Regions from separate parts of the Mus musculus genome. Here all the other regions are linked to region 2. A link is a contact called in public promoter capture Hi-C data. All regions are on one chromosome and are shown on one strand. Each heading gives the region's core, a stretch centred on a gene start, on an enhancer-like site or on the middle of the called end of the contact. The rest is flanking DNA. Distances are from core to core; before and after follow the strand shown.

Evidence for each region. Promoter capture Hi-C pulls out the DNA fragments that hold promoters and counts their contacts.
Region 1: a promoter capture Hi-C map of 3T3-L1-derived adipocytes shows a contact between it and region 2, with 5 times the contacts expected there. The contact joins the enhancer-like site here to the promoter of Chst11 in region 2. A contact is called at or near these places in 10 of 39 promoter capture datasets (the 3T3-L1 cell line, 3T3-L1-derived adipocytes, the HPC-7 cell line and 6 more), 1 of 15 datasets of contacts at CTCF or cohesin (CD8 T cells), 14 of 484 Hi-C or Micro-C datasets (Sertoli cells, cerebral cortex, cortical neurons and 7 more), 18 of 115 datasets of contacts at active chromatin or transcription factors (the NIH/3T3 cell line, SST interneurons, bone marrow-derived macrophages and 14 more) and 1 of 9 other capture datasets (pancreatic islet).
Region 3: a promoter capture Hi-C map of hippocampal neurons shows a contact between it and region 2, with 3 times the contacts expected there. The contact joins the enhancer-like site here to the promoter of Chst11 in region 2. A contact is called at or near these places in 9 of 39 promoter capture datasets (the 3T3-L1 cell line, 3T3-L1-derived adipocytes, the HPC-7 cell line and 5 more), 3 of 484 Hi-C or Micro-C datasets (the N1E-115 cell line, bone marrow-derived macrophages and uterus) and 5 of 115 datasets of contacts at active chromatin or transcription factors (craniofacial prominence, embryonic basal ganglia, embryonic forebrain and 2 more).

What each region holds. Positions count from the first base shown.
Region 1 is chr10:83,289,585-83,294,094 of GRCm38.p6, reverse strand. The region is part of intron 6 of Slc41a2 (solute carrier family 41, member 2); the gene reads left to right. Among named protein-coding and RNA genes, the nearest start is that of Slc41a2, 46 kb to the left of the region's middle. Within about 2 kb of position 3,089, at least 6 of the 459 cell types and tissues checked have an H3K27ac peak or open chromatin away from gene starts, as enhancers often do. A contact at or near this core is called in 3T3-L1-derived adipocytes and uterus, where this site is marked.
Region 2 is chr10:82,983,581-82,987,925 of GRCm38.p6, reverse strand. It overlaps Chst11 (carbohydrate sulfotransferase 11), which reads right to left and starts at 2,429. Exons shown (of 3, transcript NM_021439.2): 1 at 1,944-2,429. The coding sequence starts at 2,061.
Region 3 is chr10:83,264,532-83,268,605 of GRCm38.p6, reverse strand. The region is part of intron 8 of Slc41a2 (solute carrier family 41, member 2); the gene reads left to right. Among named protein-coding and RNA genes, the nearest start is that of Slc41a2, 71 kb to the left of the region's middle. Within about 2 kb of position 1,620, at least 26 of the 459 cell types and tissues checked have an H3K27ac peak or open chromatin away from gene starts, as enhancers often do. A contact at or near this core is called in the N1E-115 cell line, hippocampal neurons and pre-B cells, where this site is marked.

The sequences.
Region 1 (4,510 bases), core at 1,840-4,339, 310 kb before region 2:
CGAAAATGGCAGGCAGCTGACTGCCACACAGCAGGGAACTGACAAAGAGCAAACTGAGCCCAAGGTTAAGAGGAGGAGTAAAGTAAGGAACCAAGTAGGATAGCTGCAGAACAAATCAGCAAAATGAGGGCTTGGTTTTTCTTGAAGAAAATCGACAAAACCGCAGCTAGACTAAGAAGAGAAAAGACTTGACGTCAGACCAGAAAAGCAAGCACCGGCATCGTAATGGGTGCTGTAGAATGGAGAGGACCACAGGGATTATGTGCCGAAAACTCAGACTCCGGGGATGGGTGCATCTCTGTAAGCATGTACCCACAGAGACCTGACTAGACACGCAGCAAATATACTGGAATAGTAATTAAAGAGAAAAGAGGATTACCACAAGTGTGGAGCCAGTCTGGGCTCCAGAGTGAGACCCTGCCTCAACAACTCAGGTTAAGTACACACAAATGCACATTAAACAATTAATACCCCAGACAACAAAAGCTTCCGTGAAGCGTTCCGAGAGAACTGGCCCAGGCCTGTCTTACGAGGTCGGCCTCTCAGCCTGCTATCAAAGCCAGACACCCTGAGGAAGCTATGGACCAGTGGCACTGATGGGCAGAGCTGATGCACTCTCAGTAAAATAAGAGCAAGCAGAGTTAAAACCATGAAGCATCGCCTATGTGATGGTGCTGGGAAAGAGCATCCATTCCTTCCACGCCCGCTCGGCATCAAACTGGTAGTACACACAAGTAGATGGAAAAAGGGATGAAAGGCATCCAAACTGAAGAGCAAGAGCTAGTTACTGCTGTCTGTAGGTGACATGCTCCTGTGTCTGTTAAAAGAAGAAGAAAAAAACCAACAACAACAAAACCCTGAAGATTTCACCAGTTAGTTTTAGAACTAATAGATGGGTAAAGGTTTCAGAACGTGAACCAGTACACAAAACTCAGTTTTATTCCTTTATGCCAGTAAAGGCTTACCTGAGCTAGAGGTGGTGTTGTGTGTCTGTAACTTGGAGAGAGCTGAGGCAGGAGGATCGTGAGTTTGAATCCAGTACATGGCAAGCTGTAGGGCATCCTTGCTTCATAATGAGAGTCTGTCAAAAAACCCACCCGCCCACCCATTTAGATGTCCGTCCGAGCTTACCCACTTAGTCATGGCACGTTGTTGAGGCTCCATTCATGACTTTCTGTGTGTTTGGTCAGTGATTATAGGGATTATTTTGTCTAAATACTCACTTTCCTCTCCCTCTTTTTTAAAACTGATTTAGTTCACTGCAGGAAGTCAGTGGGCTGGGCAATAACTAGAGTACTGCCTGTGGCTATATCTTTGTGTTTGAAAACACAAACTTCTAGATACTGTGGGCTTTTAAATTTTTTAACTTTAATTTCTTTGTAGTCCCCTTGGTGCCGTATACATATTAGATGTTGAATAAATACTGTTTTACACAGTACATTATTCCTTTGGAAAATGATTTCGTTCATATGATCAGAATTTATTTGAGTGGCCCTCTAAGGATTTTGGCATGGTGGCTGTCCAGTGATATGATTGGCTGTAACAAAGCACCCTTTGCAGGAGGTGTACTCAGGATTAGAGGAACTGTGTCAGGCATCTTGCCTCAGTAAAGAGCACTGGAGAGCAACATCACTCCAGAAAAGTAGAAATGGCAGGAACTGGATTCCAGGTCTAGTTCGGGTGGATAGAGAAGAGGAGCTGTTGTAGTGTGAGCTCTGGTTCATATGAATAAGGCGCTCTTTACTGGGGAAGTGCAAAGGCTTGTACCCATTCACAGGGCACTAGTTACATGTACAATAATCTTGGAAGCTATCAGAATCTATCACCGAGCCAGCAACTGAAGTAACAACACAGCTGTTGCTGCTGTTTCCACTTTCTTGTTTCCGGATTTCTTTCCAAAGCAGAGTTGGAGCTTATCAAGGGAACGTTTTCACGTAGACCTATGCTTTGGCATCAGGGGAGAGCAGGGAGCAGAAGGACAGTATGCACCTAAGACGCGGGTGCGGGCTGCTCCAGAGAGTCATGCTCAAGTGTCTTTTGCAGTGGCCCCATGTAGGACTTTGACTTCTACAGTTTAAAGGGTTTCTGAGGAACTCCGTCCGTGTTCTTTTAGTAAATGGGACAATCAGGGGAGGTGCATTCCTGAGGTGCGTGGGAGTGGATGGCTAAGTTCTAACTGAAGGACATTGATGATGGTGTGTGTGAGGCTCTCGAGTCTACATCTGGGAAAGGCGTGGGGTTCCACCTACAGGTCGTAACATTCACTCTGGCCTTAGCTTGACTCTCTGCCATTTCATCATCCATGTTTGAAACATCCCTGTAAAAGGGAATATCGTCTCTGTCTCTGTGCAGCCAGTCTTCACGGCAAAGTATTTATTGTGCTGGAATTCCTGACTCTGAGCTGGAAAACTCTTAGCCAGACTCAGGGGGGAGAGGTTCCTTTCCCTTCCACGCCCTCTTGATTTGTCTCTGCTTTTCTATTGTGCCTCAGTTTCTCCTTCTGGGACCTTAGTTCCTTAGTCTTAAGGGTTTTCTGAGGCCGAACTCTGTTTTTGTAACCTCTGCACATCAAAGAAGGATGGAGAGTCAGGGACTGAACGTTGTGATGTCCGTGGTCTAAGGGAAGCCTGGGATGGTCCCAGCATGGGGCTGAGAGGAACCTCACCTAGATGGGAAGCGAGGATGTAGACTCAGGATCTCACATCGCAGAAACAGTAATCATGCAGCCATGGAATTGGTTGTCTGACCCTAAAATTAGCACCAAAATATGATTAAAAAAATTATCACACATCTGGGAACTCTGATGTAAATCATTAAAACTCAAGACAATCTTGACATCAAGTTAAATAGGACTGAGGACAGTTGCCCCAGCTTCAGGTGAGTTTACAGAACTCTGCCCTTTCCTCCATCTGTTTGTTGGTGGTGTAGGGAAAGTGGGTGTTGTGTTCCATGGTATGTGTCTGGAGGTCATTGGACGACTGTGGGCTTCGGTTCTTCTGTCACGCAGATTCTCGGGATGAACTCAGGTCATGCTTTGGCAAGCTTACTTGGTGAACCATCACCCAGCCCATGTTCTCCTCTTTAATGGTGGCAAAGGTTCTTTCTCCTACTGTGCCAGCCTATCAGGGGCAGGGCTGGTGTATTTCAGTAGGATGACTCAGTTAACTTCTTGTGATTGGTTTGAACACACAAATCATAAATTCCAAGTTACCAGCAATGCATTGGTGTCTCATTAAGGAAAAATCAGTTGGGCACCAGTGGCGCACGCCTTTAATCCCAGCACTCAGGAAGCAGAGGCAGGCAGATCTCTTGAGTTTGAGGCCAGCCTGGTCTACAGAGCCAGAGTTCCAGGACAGACCTATACAGAGAAACCCTGTCTCAAAAAAACAAAAGAAAAAAGAAAAAAAAATCACACACACACACACACACACACACACACACACACACACACACACACGCCATCCCTTGGTGTCATTTTACTAAGAGTAAGGGCTGGATTAAATTCTCTGCTTCACTCTCCCTGTCTCTTTTGTCCTTGTATGAGTCTGGGGATGTTCCTGCTGAAACTGTCTTAGGAATGTCTGTTCTGAGTATGTCTGTCCCTGTGTGTGCCTTGTCTTAGGGGTTCTATTGCTTCGACAAAACACCATGACCAAAAAGCAAATTAAGGAGGAAAGCGTGTATTTGGCTTAATCTTTCAGATCACTGTTCATCATCGAAGGAAGTCAGTGTAGGAACCTGGAAGAAAGGAGCTGACTTGGAGGCCATGGAGGGATGCTTTTTACTGTCTCGCTTCCCTTGGCTTGCTCAGCCTGTTTTCTTATAGAACTCAGGACCACCAGCCCAGGGATGGCTCCACCCACATTGGGCTGGGCCCTCCCCCATCAATCCTTAAGAAAAGGCCTTAGAGACTTGCCTACACTCCATCTTACAGAGGCATTTTTCTCAATTGAGGTTCCCTCCTTTTAGATGGCTCCAGCTGTGTCAAGTTGACATAAAGCTAGCCATCAGAAAAGGACTGTATTCTCTCTCTTGTTGAACAGAAAGTTGTTCAATGGGAAAGGGATGAAGGGTACGTTGTAGAAATCTTTAATAGACGTTACAAGGGATGAAGTGACTGACTTCACCTGATTCACACGAGGGTACAATTCAACGCTTATGGTGGATATTTATTTTATAAGACTGCTTGTTTTCATAACTCATGTGCATTAGTTTTTAGTTGGGCATAGAAGAATACATAATTTAATATTACAGTTATGCATTAGCTTGGGTGATTACATGGGAAATCCAAGGCAAGGAAGGTTGATTGTTGCATCATTTTAAAGAAAAGGCAGGTTGAACAGGCTGAGCACACAGTAGAGCAGCACTCTTAAGTCTCAGGTGGACTTCAGAGTATATTAACAACCCTGGCCATAAGGCCCAGCAAAAAAATCCAATCTCTTAGAATGTAAGTTATTTGATAATATTGCATTGCCACACCTTCTGGCCTTAAGAGTAAGACCTCTTGGGC
Region 2 (4,345 bases), core at 1,180-3,679:
TTGTGAGTTTTTTCCTCCGTGTCTTGAGTAAAGCTTATTTCGTAGTTCACCACAGGATTCATGCTAAGGGAATTCTGATGGACAACTTACAGGTGCACAGAGGTTCACGTACATTCCTTCCATACACTCCTGGTCTAAGCACTTCTGCTGAGAATTACCGGGCACGCACCATCCCAGCAAAACTTGAATAGGCCTGAACACAGCTCTGAAGTCTAGACCAAATCACTGGGCCCTTTGTTTAAACAGCATTAGCTTCATTATATCTGCATACCAGCCTGTCCTCTAGCCCTCTGGCTTGGTTCTGGGTGGCCCCTGGAGCTTGGCACTCTTGAGATGCCCGTGTGTCTGGTCCCACCCTCTTGCAACCCAGAATGCCAGCAAAGTCCATTTTTAAATTCTCTCACAAGTTTCACAACCACAGGTTTGAGTAAGGAGTTTGCTGACATTAGACTAAAAATATGAGCTGCAAACAAAAGCCATCTTTTACCAGGACTGGCTGGGGTGTCCGGGTAGCACAAGACCATATTCTTGGCAGCCAGACCTCCTTAACAACTGTTGTGAGCCCCAAAAGGAAGAGAGGCCAGTCTGTCCCTGCGCTGTCAAGGAATCCCTGCCTGTTTGATGCAAGGAACAGCTTTACGGCTCTGTCTGGCTTGATGAATTCGCGGCTGAGTCTACTGAAAGTGTTAGCTATACACGTAAAGAAGGCGGGAGGCAAAAAAAAAAAAAAAAAAAAAAAAAAAAAAAAAAAACAGCCTTATTTCCCTGGAAAGATACGTGTTTCCACCCCACCCCCTTCCTCCCTGCTATTAGGAAAGGAAATGATTATTGTAGCGACTCTGAGGAGTCAAAATATGTCAAGGTGACCCAGTACAGGTCTATTGATCCAGAAGAAATGGGGAAAGGGGTTCCCAAGTCTAAGGCTGGGTGGCCACATACAGAACCGTCTTAGAAAGTCCTACCTGTTGGGCTTCTAAACCATGCAGCACAGCCCGGCCAGAGCACTCCAGGGCGCCCCTCTCTTCTCTAGCACCAAACTTTCCTTCTGGACCCCCGGGATGAGGGGTGCCTAGGCCCTGCCTATCCTGATAGGAGACTTGGTATTTAGCCTAAGCCAGAGAAGACGTGAGGAAGGATTCGTTCCTGTGCTGCAGAAGTCTCTAAATGCTCAGAACCCAAGAAGAAGGGATGAAACTGCACAAAGTATCTCCAAGAGCTTTGATGGTCAAAGTGCAGCCCAAAGGCTCTGGAGTTCCTAGCTGGGGGGTCTGGGGCCAGGAGATGGTAGACCAGGCCCAGGAGCAACAGCTGCAAAGTCACCACCGTGCTGGACCCTGGGGTGTTTTCGCAAAATATCTCCCCCGATGGAGAGAAGAGCAGGGAACCTACCCACTCTGTCCCCACACCTGCTCTGCTGCTGAGCTTGGAACACGTGGTAGCTGGGCTTGGGGCTTCCCAGGCGGCTGCAGGGACTCACTACCCAGCCGGGGCGTGCACCACTCGCCCGGGGGTCCCCAACCAGGAAGAGGCAGCGCTGCCTGGCGCAGAACAGCCGGCTGCCAGCGCCTGCTTCACCTCAGCCCTCAGCAGCAACCCGGACAGAGTTTTGTAGTCTTCCCATCAACCCGGGCAGCTTCCAACAAGCCCTACCTTTCTATGCCACCTAGCCAATAGACAAGACACAAAGAAAAAAAGAAAAGAAAAGAAAAGAAAAAGGAGGCAACAACACGCGCCGCTGTCTCTCCTTGCAGTCTCAACCTCTAGCCTGGAGATGGGAGGAAGAGGAAGCGCACCTTCTCTTCCCATCCCAACTCCGTGACCCGCGGATCCCGGCAGTAAAGAGCCCCGAAGAGGCCGAAGGGAAGAGGTGAGGTTGGAAGAAGCAGAAAGCAGAGCGAGAGAGGAGAAAATATCCAACAAAACCACGCTAACGCGCCCCCTACCTGGGTGCAACATACTTTGGAAATAGAAGATGACCAAGATAAAGGATCCGAAGCAAGTGGCCAGCACCATCCGGCAAATTCTGTTCATCCTCATCACTTCCAGCAGCGCCGGCTTCATGGCTTTGTCCTGGCCGCGGGGACCCGGCTGTCCGGGAGGCGCGTCCCGAGCGCAGAAGCGGGGACCCCGCCGCGGGGGTACCAGCACCGGGGAGGCTCAGAACAGAGCTGGCTGGGCTCCGGAGCTGGCTCCCGCTAGCTTCACCGAGGCTCTCCGAGGCCCCGACTCTGGTCTAGAGGGTGAAAGGCGCAGGAGTTGGTGTGCAAGTGTGAGGATGCGTGGCTCCGGCCGCGCGCTCCTGCCGGTCCGCCTCGCCTCTGCTCGATGCTCCGCCGCCTCCTCTGCTGGCGCCTGCGGCCGCCGCTGCCTCCTCACGGGCCGGGCGACCGGGATGCGAGAAGGAAGGTGCCGCCGCCGCCGTGCACTGGCCTCTGTGACTGTCCAGGCCCCCCTCCCTCCCTCCCTCGCCAAAAGCTACTTCATTGCGCTCCAGTGATCTATATATTCCAGGGCTGGGTTTTACCAAACGCAACTCGCAGCCCCCGGCGAGGGGAGGGCGCCGGCGAGCGGGGAGGGCGGGGCCGCGCCGGGGCGGAGCGTCGCCTCCCCCCGCCCCTACCCGAGACGTGGTCGCGTCCAGCTGTTTCCCGGGGAGTCCGGAGTGCGCAGCACGCTCCCGCAGGGTCCCAAAAGCCCTCAGTCCCTGGGCGGAGCTGGGCCGCTGTCTCGAGGTTGCGTGAACGTTTCCATGACACAACCGGGATGGGGGAAAACCATGAATAAGATGCTGTAGTGCTGCCACCCGTTCTCCGGTGTGGCGAGAAGCAGGTTAGGTGACAGAGGCAAACAGGAGCCCTGCTGACACGCGACCATTTACAATCCCTGGGCGGTTTAGCAGGGGAAGTTGCCCCACGCTCCCCTAAGAGCGGATGCCCTTCTCATACTGATCAAAAACTGGGCAGTTCCGTTTTTCTTTCAAAGGACAGCTCAGCTTGAGGGCTGCTTTTGCAAAGAGGTTAAAGAGAGCGGACTTAAAGTCAAGGTTAGGGAAACTGTTCCGGCATCCCAGGATCTGGTGACTGCCGCTGCTAGCCTTTCTGACACGTGCCCTCACCCGCACCCCTCGGGGCAAAGCGGGTTTGTAGCTTTTAAAACTGTTTCACCAAAAGGTACAGCTTTCTGTAATTTATTCGAAGTGTATGAGAATCAGTCGGACGGATGTGAAAAGACGCCCCTAAAAGTCCAACAAAGTGTTGGGAGTGGAGGCTGGGAGGGGGAGATCCAAGCCAGCTTAGCCTTGGCAGGTAGAGAGAAAGATGGCGCTGCTTACCTGCATTGTGTAAAATGTTGTTAAATGCTCAGCTCCATGCATTTGGGTGGCCAAGGATCAATAAGGTGGACGCGGGTCAATGATAAGGAGATCACTTTTATGCCAGGAAAGCAGGGTTATTGTAAAGCCTGACCTTTCTACTTTACCATTAAATGCATTTACAGAATGCTGGATTCCATAAGACATTGTACCTTTGAATGTGTCTCTTCACAGGGGCACTGATAAATTCTTGTCGAATCTGAATGTAATGGGCCTTATCCTCCCCTCACATTTGACAGACTCACAAGTTGCTTTCTGATACATGTATCCAGAAACGCCTCCAAACCTCCTCTTCCTTCTCCTGAAGTTTTCCCTTCAGCAGAGAAAGTCCGCAGGCTTCCTGTGATTCAGACAAGAGTCAATTACAGGGAGATATTTATGTAGCCAGTATTATTTTGCTGCTCCTTTATGAATGAGTTGCTTGCTGAGGTGGCCGAGATATACATGCTCCAATACAAGCCACTCCCCAGGGAGTCCCCACATGATGTGAGTAGGCACTGCTGTATAGTCTCCTCCTAGTGCACTGGGTGGGAGGATGGACCCCTTGTAGGGGCATATCCCCCAGAGGGCCTGCAGGGCTGCTCATTACAGGCGTGCCATTATCTTCTTTAACCAAAGCACGATGAAGAGGGATTTGCATGCCTTTCATTCCATCATCTTTCTGCCCAAGGCAGAAAACCACACTGTTGAGCCTGGACATTCATAATAAGCCAGTTTGGGTAGTCACACACCCAAGGAAGACGTGAGAAATGTGAGTCTTTGGGGGTTTTGGAAGATTGAGTTGAACCATGTGCCGGAGAAGGACGGAGAGCCTTGCCAGGTATCCATGCTTGCATCCTCAAAATCTGGGTTGGCCCAACATACAGAATCGGAAGAGGCTGTGCCAGTGACTTGCCACGTCTTCCAGGAAGTATCCCCTAATTTCTCACTGGGCTTCTCTTTCCTCCTCTGTGCTCCAGATCCGACCCCACCTCC
Region 3 (4,074 bases), core at 371-2,870, 280 kb before region 2:
CCATGTCACAGTGCATGAAGAGGAAAGCCATAATGTTTGAATGATGTACTAGGCTGAAGGAGGCACTTGAGGTTATTCTAAGAGTTAGAGGGTTGTCTCACCATGCCTGTAATTCATTTCCCACACACCAGGTAGGGAGGACTAATCTAGGGCAGTCATTTGTAAGCTGGGTTTTTTTTCACTACACTTTCTGAAGGAGCCATTTAAAATAATTTCCCCCAAAGATGGCTACATGAGTATAACATTACAGATTCCCTGTGTGTCTATTTATATCTGTTATACAGTACTGCATAGTGCAAAGTTACACATATACATATTTATCACATGATTATATTATAAATGTATATGGAAAATCTATATTCTTTATACATTAAAGAATGTATACAGTATATACTTTATACATGGAAGGAATACAGTATTTTTGCCCTCACTAGTAATGAATGAGCTACAATGGAAAATGCAGAGGTCAGTCATTAGCCAGTTTATGCAAATTATGGAAAATAAAGAGAGTGCATGGGGAACGGGAATTTAGTGTACCTGCCCATATCCAGATGGAAGGGCTCCACCTGCACCTGAAAGACAGGAAAATGGAGACCGTCTCTCCATCCCTGTGAACGGAGGACATCTCTCCATTCCTGTGCATGTTTTGAAACTGAAGAGTAATTACTGCACGTGAGCGCTGATGAGGAGCCCTGCCTAGAGGATGTACTTACGGGGGCACATGGAAGGGGCTGTATCACTTGCCAAGGAGATTGGGAGCAGATAGTGCTTTTTAAGGAAATAAACTTTTGTATTAGGTTCCATTGAGAACGTGCAAAAGGAATTCTCCCCCCCCCTTTTTTTGTTTTTTTGTTTTGTTTTGTTTTGTTTTTTGTTTTTTCGAGACAGGGTTTCTCTGTGTAGCCCTGGCTGTCCTGGAACTCACTCTGTAGACCAGGCTGGCCTTGAACTCAGAAATCCGCCTGCCTCTGCCTCCCAAGTGCTGGGATTAAAGGCGTGCGCCACCACTGCCTGGCAGTAACAGAATTCTAAAGGACTCCCTAGATGAACTTGCTGCTAATTTCTTCTTAGCATCAGGTATTTACACAATTAATGAGCTTATTCCAGCATAATGTACTTAAAATTAGGACCTGTGGATACCGAGGAGTCTTATAATAGTGACAGGCTGTCTCTTCTGATGTTTTTAATTTATAGGAGACTATCTTTAGATGCTTCCTGCTACCTTTAATCATGCAGTTAGTATCTGTAGAATTTAAATAATTCAAACGCTGTATTAATAACAAGTTTTAAAAGTGACAGTGTATAAAACAGTACCAAGAAAGCATACTGACATCAAAGAAAGCTGCTCGAAGGTAATAATTTTTGCAGTAATTAAAAATTACTTGTCAGTGATCCTAACAAGACCATGGAAGGCTGGCGCTTATTAGTCAGTCGCTCGCTGGTTACGCTATTTCTTTACATGGTATTCACTTCGTCTGGAAGAGTAGCCCTGGTGTATTTCTTAAGTTGACTGAGGAAAGCTTTGAGATGACTTATCCCGTGTGCTAGTCCCCAGCATATGGTAGCACGGAAGCGATAAATGCTGCTTCTGTAGGCTTCTATCAAGGCATCTGTGCCTTTCAGAGGGAGCTACAAGTGACCATTAATAGCTCAATCTCCATGAAATCGCAGCTATAGTAGGTCGCTCAAGCCTTACAGCACATGCTGCCTCTATGTGCACTGAAGCGTCCCACGTCTAACGAGACACCAGATGGAGCATTGCTCTCCGAGTCCCCAGAGGGAAGAAGAGAAGAAACGAGCAGAGGTGTGTGCATTCCTGTGGCTGGCGTTGAAAAGTGTTATCTGCAGCAGTTTGCTTTCTTACCGTCGGATTCTTCTGCATTTGGAGAGGCTGTGAGCCATGAATGTCCATGGATGATTACAAGGTCCCATCTTCCTCTCTGTGTCCCCCAAATCTCTGTGACAGTGCTTCAGTTCTTTAGGACAAATGCTCTGTTTCTCTCAGTGGCTGGGATGCGTTAATTCACTATCAGCATAGTGAGTTACTGGCCTTGTGTTGTACTGTGAGCACATGTACGGTTGGTGTTAGTTGTGGGTGCTCCTGTGTTGTCCTGTGGCAGGTGTACAGTTCATGCCAGCTGTGGGTTCTCTGATCTCATCGCTTACTTTCAGAAGTGAGCTCTGAGTGGAAAATCCAGGCTTAAGAACATAGTTGTCATAAGCGTCTAATAGACAAGCCAGTATGCAGGGGCTGGGGCAATGACTCAGAGGGCGTCACACTGAAGACCTGAATTTGACTTGCCACCAAACCCAGGTTAAAGCTGAGTACCATAAGTTCACTTATGATGTGTAGACAAGAGGGTTTCTGGAAGCTTGTAGCCCCCTAGCCTAGAGTACACAGTGACAAGACAATGACGAGAAAGAGACCTCTATCACACACCCGGGGTTCCTCTGTGGCCTCCATATGTGTGTTACGGCACGCGTACACACACACACACACACACACACACACACACACACACACACACACACACACAGAAGAAACTCAACAAAGAAGCAGAAGTTATTCTAAGTTGGTAAGGATACCAGACTGAGCATGGTGGTGCACACTGTTAGTCCCAGCACTCAGAAGGCAGATGCAGGTGGATCTGTGTGAGTTTGAGGCCAGCCTGGTTGAAACACTTCCAGGTCAGCCAGGAGTACACAGTAAGACTGTACCTGTCTTAGTTACCGTTTCTATTGCTGTGATGAAACACCACAGTACCAAGAAACTTGGGGAGGAAATGATTGGTTTCAGTGCACACTTCCAGGTTTCTGTTACTGAAAAAGATCAAGGCAGGAACTCACACAGGGCAGGAACCTGGAGGCGGGAGCTGATGCAGAGGCCATAGAGGTGTGCTGCTTACTGGCTTGCTTCCCCTGGCTTGGTCAGCCTGATACCTTATAGAGCCCAGGACTACCCTGTCCAAGGATGGCACCATCCACAATGAGTGGGTGCCTTCCCCCACTGATTAAGAAAATGCTCTACAGGCAAGCCTGCACTCCAATTTTATGGAGGCATTTTCTTAATTGTGGCTCCTTCCTCTCAGCTGACTCCAAATAAATGGAAAAGCAGAACAGCTCTGTACTGGCTGGTTTTGTGTGTCAACTTGACACAGGCTGGAGTTATCACAGAGAAAGGAGCTTCAGTTGAGGAAATGCCTCCATGAGACCCAGCTGTAAGGCATTTTCTCAATTAGTGATCAAGGGGGAAAGGCCCTTGTGGGTGGGACCATCTCTGGGCTGGTAGTCTTGGGTTCTATAAGAGAGCAGGCTGAGCAAGCCAGGGGAAGCAAGCCAGTAAAGAACATCCCTCCATGGCCTCTGCATCAGCTCCTGCTTTCTGACCTGCTTGAGTTCCAGTCCTGACTTCCTTTGGTGATGAACAGTATGGAAGTGTAAGCTAAATAAACCCTTTCCTCCCCAACTTGCTTCTTGGTCATGATGTTTGTGCAGGAATAGAAACCCTGACTAAGACAAGCTCCTTGCTAGCTTCTGACTGCCTGACGAATTTGACAATCGTGCTAAGTGAAGGGCTTCCAATAGGAAACATTGAGTTAGGGACAGACTCTCTGTAAATTGCTTGTTGATGCTGTTGGCAGTTAACATACATTGTTTAATTATTTCAACATCCTTACAAGGATTGTCTGTCCGTACATTCACATTAGAAAAGGAAGTGTCTGAGAGGCGCCTGTGCTGAAGGCGGGCTGAGTGTCTGGGGCAGGGTTCAGCCCTTGTGCCGGAGCTGGGAGCTGCGGGGACAGAGCTCTGCATGCATGTGCCCCAGTGACTCTGCCGGCTGGGTGACTTTTAAACTTAATTTTAAATACATTTGTTTCCATTAGATGAGTGTCCAGAATATTGTAGGGTGTAGTTTTTAAAAAATTTCTTAACATAAAGCGAATTAATTTATTTGTGTTTACGTTTAATATTGTTATTCATATTCTCTCTCTCTCTCTCTCTCTCTCTTTCTCTCTCTCTCTCTCTCTCTCTCTCTCCCTCCCTCCCTCCCTCTCTCTCTCTGCCAGAAGACAA